2 separate regions of the Capra hircus genome follow, and region 2 is linked to region 1. A link is a contact called in public Hi-C data. All regions are on one chromosome and are shown on one strand. Each heading gives the region's core, a stretch centred on a gene start, on an enhancer-like site or on the middle of the called end of the contact. The rest is flanking DNA. Distances are from core to core; before and after follow the strand shown. Region 1 has its middle 59 kb from the start of RPS6KA2. Region 2 holds the start of FGFR1OP (FGFR1 oncogene partner).

What was found. A called contact is a pair of places that touch in the nucleus more often than the background predicts.
Region 2: a Hi-C map of blood shows a contact between it and region 1, with 7 times the contacts expected there. The contact joins the promoter of FGFR1OP here to the enhancer-like site in region 1. A contact is called at or near these places in 3 of 5 Hi-C or Micro-C datasets (all in blood).

The regions. Positions count from the first base shown.
Region 1 is chr9:89,127,965-89,131,372 of ARS1.2, reverse strand. No RefSeq gene overlaps it. Among named protein-coding and RNA genes, the nearest start is that of RPS6KA2, 59 kb to the right of the region's middle. Within about 2 kb of position 1,607, at least 1 of the 5 cell types and tissues checked has an H3K27ac peak or open chromatin away from gene starts, as enhancers often do.
Region 2 is chr9:89,268,761-89,272,184 of ARS1.2, reverse strand. It overlaps FGFR1OP (FGFR1 oncogene partner), which reads right to left and starts at 1,548. Exons shown (of 13, transcript XM_018053465.1): 1 at 1,361-1,548. The coding sequence starts at 1,465.

The DNA.
Region 1 (3,408 bases), core at 358-2,857:
GTCTTGGCCGCACCTGGAGGCGATGCAGGCGCTGATGGGCTGGGGTTCCACATCCAGATGCTCTGTGTCACCGGATCTGGGAGTTTGTAAACTCCACCCACCATGGAGAGGCAGGGACTCAAGGGAACGGGAGCCGTGGCCGGCACCTGCCCCGTCACCGTGAAGACACGCTAGTGAAGCAGGTGAACTCGCGGTGCTGGTAACCACGGGCTTCTCTCGAGCTGGGGTCCCCACAGGGCCCCTTCCTGTAGCCCGTTAGGCAGGAAGGGGCCAAAGTCGTGGTCGGGGGGGATCCAGCCTCTCTGTCTTCTGATCCTTGAGCCACAGTTACTAGTCAAGGGTGAAAGAGATATGTTTGCCCACTTTCTCCAGCTCATGTTTTGGTGGATTCGAACCTCAGAACAGAGAACACAGGAGAAATTAAGACTATAGCAGAAAATGACAAGCGTGCCCCCAGGATGCTGTGTGCAGACGCAGGCAAAGCCGTGGTTTCTGTTCTCAAGACCTCAAGTCATGGTGCTAAGTAAAGTCTTCAGGTTATGGGAGTTTTGAGTCTAGACAAGGGGAGGCAGGGAGCTGTGTGCGTCTCCAGGCCGAACCCCTATGGCTGAACGTGATTGGAATTTTAATCAGGTGTCCGTTAGCCTATTTACAGGTTAGAAGTCTTGCCTGCTACTGCTGAATGAGCACCTTCCGTAGGACAGAGGGCCTCAAGGTCACCCTAAGATGCTGGCCGGCCCCCAGTGATAACCACAGCTCCTTAGCTGAAGGCTGTGCATCTGGAGATTAATAAGTGACTTTTTTTTTTTTTCGGTTACATCTTGAGGTTGGGGATGGGACATCACTTCCTTTGGCTGAATGTAAAAGTTGCTCAAAAGTTTGCAAGTTCCCTTCTTTCGGTGTTTGTACTGACGGGCTTTCTGAGAGCTAGTGAAACTCCTCAAGTTATTGACAGCGATGTGGAGATTCATGTTCAGAAACAAAAAGCTGCCAGCCTTGGTGAGTGTCCGTGTAGCCATCCTCCCCGAGCAGCAACCGTCCAGGAAGTCCTGTGACTTAAAGGACTTTTCTTCACTCTCTGCCCCCACAGGACAAGGTTGACCCGCCCTCGCTCGAGACGAAGACAGCTGCATTGGCGGAGGTAAGTGACACCGCCGTGGCTTGCTTTTCTCCACGCGAATATCAGTTACATTTTTTCAAAAACATTCAACGTGAAGTCTTTTTCACTTTGGGCGTTATTTTATGCTGCCCGAAGGCCAGCAGAGCCAGCTGTGGTGTGCTTTTGGAAGAGTGGAAACCCCCCTCCCCCAGTACGATTTGAATTCTCTGATGCTCTGGGTGAGACCCAGAGCTGCCTGGAGTTGTGTAATAACGTCTTTGTACGGCAGGGGTCTGTCTTGCGTGTCACCCTGGGAATGTCACCCAGCAATCCAGGAAGACTGAGTTTTATTCTGAATCCGAGGCCACTGGGGAGGTGGGAGGTGATGCATGTGACCTCACGCACAGCACTTCTTTGAAATCTCTTTTCTCTGCCTTCACAATGAGCAAATGAGACATCAGAGCTGGGCAGGGCTGCAACGCTGGGCAGCCAGTGCTGTCCACACCAGGGGCCAGGGGGCTGGCGGCCGGCCAGCTTCAGGATTCCACTGTGTGTGGAGTTCAGGGTCCCCTGGAAGCTTTTCCAGGAATCTGGCCTAAATGAATCATTTTAGGTGGAGGTAGATTTCTTGTAGGATTTTGAGCAGCTGTCTGGTTGAAATACTGACATTAGAGATAAGGGATGTTATAAGATGGACTTACAGCTGTTTTGTGTCTCCCAGCAATAATAACTCGACCTGCGCCCATGGAACGGGGGCAGCTTTTATTGTCCGGCCTGTAGATTCTCCACGGGCTTGGCAGGTACGATGGCCCGATCCCTGTGGGTTCCAAACAGGTCACAGAAGCCTGGGTGCGGGTCAGGCTTATTTAATTTACGTGAATGCATCAAACCACATTCTGTTCATACTAGACAGAACTGCTCCTGGTTGTCAGCATGTTGGACTCTCATAAGAGTCTTGCTTCCCTGGCCCTATCAAGGTGGTGGGTCACCAGAACTGGTGCAGTTCAGGAGCTGCTCTGAGAAGTGACGGCTTCTCGGTGACTCACTGTAGGACTGGGGCCTGCACAGCCCCTGTGTTCCAGGACCTGTAATCTTGGAGCAGACAAAGCTGGGCCATGAGTGGCTAGTCCTGCATTTGTTTGCTGACATAAACACTTATTACTGAATGCCAGCATTTTACTTTTCACATGCTTAGGGTTTTCCTCTCTGAGTCTCACTGTATTTTTATTAGCAGCCCAGTCTGAAGAATCTGGTTGGGAAAAAAGTCCTCAATACCATCATCCTGAATGAATTAGATTTCCTTACTAGACATAAAAATCGTGTAATGAGAAGTGAATGATCGACGATCTCTGGCTATATAAAATCTCAGGATGGTTCTATTATTTCAGCCTAGTGACTAGACAGATGTCCATACCGTTTCACACTGAATCCTAATGTCAGTAAACTCGGAAAATGAGATGCGTTGTAGTGGCAGGAAGTTGGCCTTTCATACTTTCTTCATAAGCTTTTCTCAGTCTATTTTATAACCTGTTCAAGAAAAGAATTCCCTGGTGGCTCAGATGGTAAAGAATCTGCCTGCCATGTGGAAGACCCAGCTTTGGTCCCCGGGTCAGGAAGATCCCCTGGAGAAGGGAACAGCCACCCACTCCAGTGTTCTTGTCTAGGGAATCCCATGGACAGAGGAGCCTGGCGGGCTACAGTCAGTGTGGTCTCAGAGAGTCAGACACGACTAAGCAACTTTCACTTTTCACTTTCAGCTGATGAGTCTTAGCAAAACTTTTATTCAGCGTTATAGGGAAGCCCAGGGATGCACAGGGAAGTACGTGTCTGCTGGAAAATCGAGCTCACTGTTTACACTTCATCACGATCCACGTTTAGACCAGCCGCACTGAACAGCAGTGATTCTTCTCGCTCGTAGAAATGAACGAAGGCAAAGAAAAGGAGGCTGGTGGGTGACAGACGGAGTCCTGGGGTTCAGGTCCAGATAGACGGAGGTGCGGGGCCCTCTGTGAACCATTCCCTCAGCAGTCAGAGGCCAGGCCCATGAGGTGTGACCTGCAAGAGCCGCAGACAGGACCCAAGCGCTCTTCAAGGAGGCTGTTTCTATCAGGCCTGGATCACATCCAAAGTCGAGGCTCCTGGGAGCCCAGGAGCAGCTTTCTGGGCAGCCAGTGCCCCTCTGGGGCTCTTGGCCCCTGAGTGGGTGAAAACGGTTGGCTGTGTTTTCAGATTCACCCTGGGTATGATGAGCAGGACTTCCTTCTCACATTGAGGACTGTTGTTTAGTCACTAAGTCATATTCAGTTGCA
Region 2 (3,424 bases), core at 299-2,798, 140 kb before region 1:
GCAGAGAGAGGTCAGAGGGCATCCTGACACTGAAGAAAATGACAAGCTCTCAAGGCTACTGTTCCTGCGGCACTCTCTCTCCCAGCACCCATCTCTCTGGTTTAAGCTGTGATCTCCAGTCCTTATTCATGCCCACCAGTAATGTGAATGAATGAGAAATACACCCCAAGAAACAAGCTGTTGGACATCCGCAACCCGCTTGTTTCAGAAAGCTGGAGAGGCTGGCCAACCGGCAGCTCAGGCCAGAGGTGGGGGAGAGCGAAGGAGCGGGGGGCAACTCGACCACCGTGGGCGACTGGACGATCGGGGGCGGGGAGGGACCAGCAGGGAGCAGCGCACACATGAGCCCCAAACGTGCAGTGGGGTTCAGAGGGGACAGTGAGCAACTGGACCCCAAACGTGCAGTGGGGACCAGAGGGGGCTGCGGGAGACTGGACCCCAAATGTGCAGTGGGGATCAGACGGGACAGTGAGCAACTGGACCCCAAACGTGCAGTGGGGACCAGAGGGGGCTGCGGGAGACTGGACCCCAAACGTGCAGTGGGGATCAGACGGGACAGTGAGCAACTGGACCCCAAACGTGCAGTGGGGACCAGAGGGGGCTGCGGGAGACTGGACCCCAAACGTGCAGTGGGGTTCAGAGGGGACAGTGAGCAACTGGACCCCAAACGTGCAGTGGGGACCAGAGGGGGCTGCGGGAGACTGGACCCCAAATGTGCAGTGGGGATCAGACGGGACAGTGAGCAACTGGACCCCAAACGTGCAGTGGGGATCAGACGGGACAGTGAGCAACTGGACCCCAAACGTGCAGTGGGGATCAGACGGGACAGTGAGCAACTGGACCCCAAACGTGCAGTGGGGATCAGACGGGACAGTGAGCAACTGGACCCCAAACGTGCAGTGGGGATCAGACGGGACAGTGAGCAACTGGACCCCAAACGTGCAGTGGGGATCAGACCGGACACTGAGCAACTGGACCCCAAACGTGCAGTGGGGATCAGACGGGACAGTGAGCAACTGGACCCCAAACGTGCAGTGGGGATCAGACGGGACAGTGAGCAACTGGACCCCAAACGTGCAGTGGGAACCAGGCGGGGCTGCGGCAGACTGGACCCCGGACGCCGGGGTCGGCCTCCTGCGACTGAAGCCGGCTGGGCCCCTTCGTCCGCTCACAGCCGCACCGCCTGGGGCTCCCCGTGACTGACCCCCGACCCCCGCGAGGTGGCCGGCGGCTCGGACCCCAGCCCGGGCGGCCCGTCCGTCGCGCCCCGCGCCCCTTTGTGACGCCGGCGTCCACACAGGCCCTGCGGCGCGCGAGCGCGGCCCGCAGCCGCCCGCCAGCTCCCAGGCCCCCGCCTCACCTTGATGCGGTTCAGGACCCCGCTGTTCTCCAGCGTCTGCACCAGCAGGTCCCGCAGCTCCGTGTCCTCCTCCGCCACCACCGCGGCCGCCGTCGCCGCCGCCATCTTGCTTCTCCAAGACAACCGCCCAAGCCGCGCCAACGGCCGCCGGTCGCCTCAGCCCTCAGGGCGCGCGGCCGAGACCACGCCCCCGGCGCCGGCGCGCAGCCCGCCGTCACGTCGGGGCGGGGCCTCTGGCGGCGCGCGGTGGGCGGGGCCTCGGGCGGGGCGGGGTGGGCGGGGCCTCCCGGTCCCCAGAGGCCAGAGGCTTGAGGGGTGGGCCCGGGTGGAAAGTGGGGTTCGGCCGGGAGGCAGGGGGAAATAGTGGCCTTTGGATGGTGTCAGGTGCACGCCCGCGGGTCGCTGCTGTGGAAGACGGGCTGAAGTCCTGGGTCCCCCACTGGCTTCCCAAGGTGCGGCCGAAGTGTGCGTGCAGGGTAGGTGTGTGTGCACGCTCGTCGGGAGCGCACACCTCCCCGCGCCGTGCACTGGAGGGTGTGTGGACGTGCAAACGCTGCGTTGCTGTGCTTTCCACCCTGCGTGTTCTCACAGCTGCGCTGTCACGTGTGGAGGAAGGTGATCCCAAACCACTAGCGCTTAAGGGGAAAGCTGTAGATTCTAGAATCCCCCGACGCCCGCTCGGCGAGTCTGCAGCCGGTCCTCAGAGTCGACTTTCTCCAGGAGCCCGGGGCTCCAACGCGCTGGCCTGCAGGTGACCATCTGAGCTACAGATGAGAAAGGAAAAGGCGCGGTTCCTGGCAGGTCTGTTCGAACTGACATGTGCCTTTCCAGACAGCCTTGCACGTGGGTGTGTTACACCAAGTACTTTCTTCACGTCCCTAATTTGGAAGCTATGCTTACTGCTTTTTAATTTACTAACTTCACTCAGTAAATCCTGATCATTTTTTTGAAGGGTACATATATATTCTGCCTCTCTCTTTTTAACTCCTATGTAGACCCCACTCCAGTACACTTGCGTGGAAAATCCCGTGGACAGAGGAGCCTGGAAGGCTGCAGTCCATGAGGTCGCGAAGAGTCAGACACGGCTGAGCGACTTCACTTTCACTTTTCACTTCCATACATTGGAGAAGGAAATGGCAACCCACTTCAGTGTTCTTGCCTGGAGAATCCCAGGGATGGCGGAGCCTGGTGGGCTGCCGTCTCTGGGGTGGCACAGAGTCGGACACGACTGAAGCGACTTACCAGCAGCAGCAGTATTCTCTTTAAGGATGTTTCACAGCTATTCTTTGTAATAGGCTCTGATTTATTTGCATTTGTTTTGTCTGTTATGAAAGCTACTCATACCAGTGGTTTAAAATAAAAAGAAAGCAGAAAATGCTAAAAGTATCTGCATCCTCCCTACTCACCTAGGTCTCACCTGATACCATACCCTGCTGCTGCTGCCGCTAAGTCACTTCAGTCGTGTCCAACTCTGTGTGGCCCCTTTGGCGGCAGCCCACCAGGCTCCCCCGTCCCTGGGATTCTCCAGGCAAGAACACTGGAGTGGGTTGCCATTTCCTTCTCCAATGCAAGAAAGTAAAAAGTGAAAGGGAAGTCTCTCAGTCGTGTCCGACTCTTCAAGACCCCATGGACCGCAGCCCAACAGGCTCCTCTGTCCATGGGATTTTTCAGGCAAGAGGACTGGAGCGGGGTGCCATCACCTTCTCGTGTCTGACTTTTCTGTGACCCCATGGACTATAGAGTCGATGGAGTTATCCAGGCCAGAATACTGAAGTGGGTAGCCTTTCCCTTCTCCAGGGGATCCTCTCAGCCCAGGGATCGAACCCAGGTCTCCCCCAGCTATTAATACAATTAAGTCTGTTTTTAGTTCTTTTTTAGTTCTTCTGGTTCTTTTTAACTCTAAATAATATATATCCTGACCCATCAACCATAAAAATCATCTTTTCAAAGAATAAAAATTTGTCTTTTCTTTCAACTACTAATTTTAAAAATTGCATACTTTTACTTTTAACAGTGGAAGATTTTTGTGAGTTTTAAATTATTTACCTAAGTCATTACTTATAA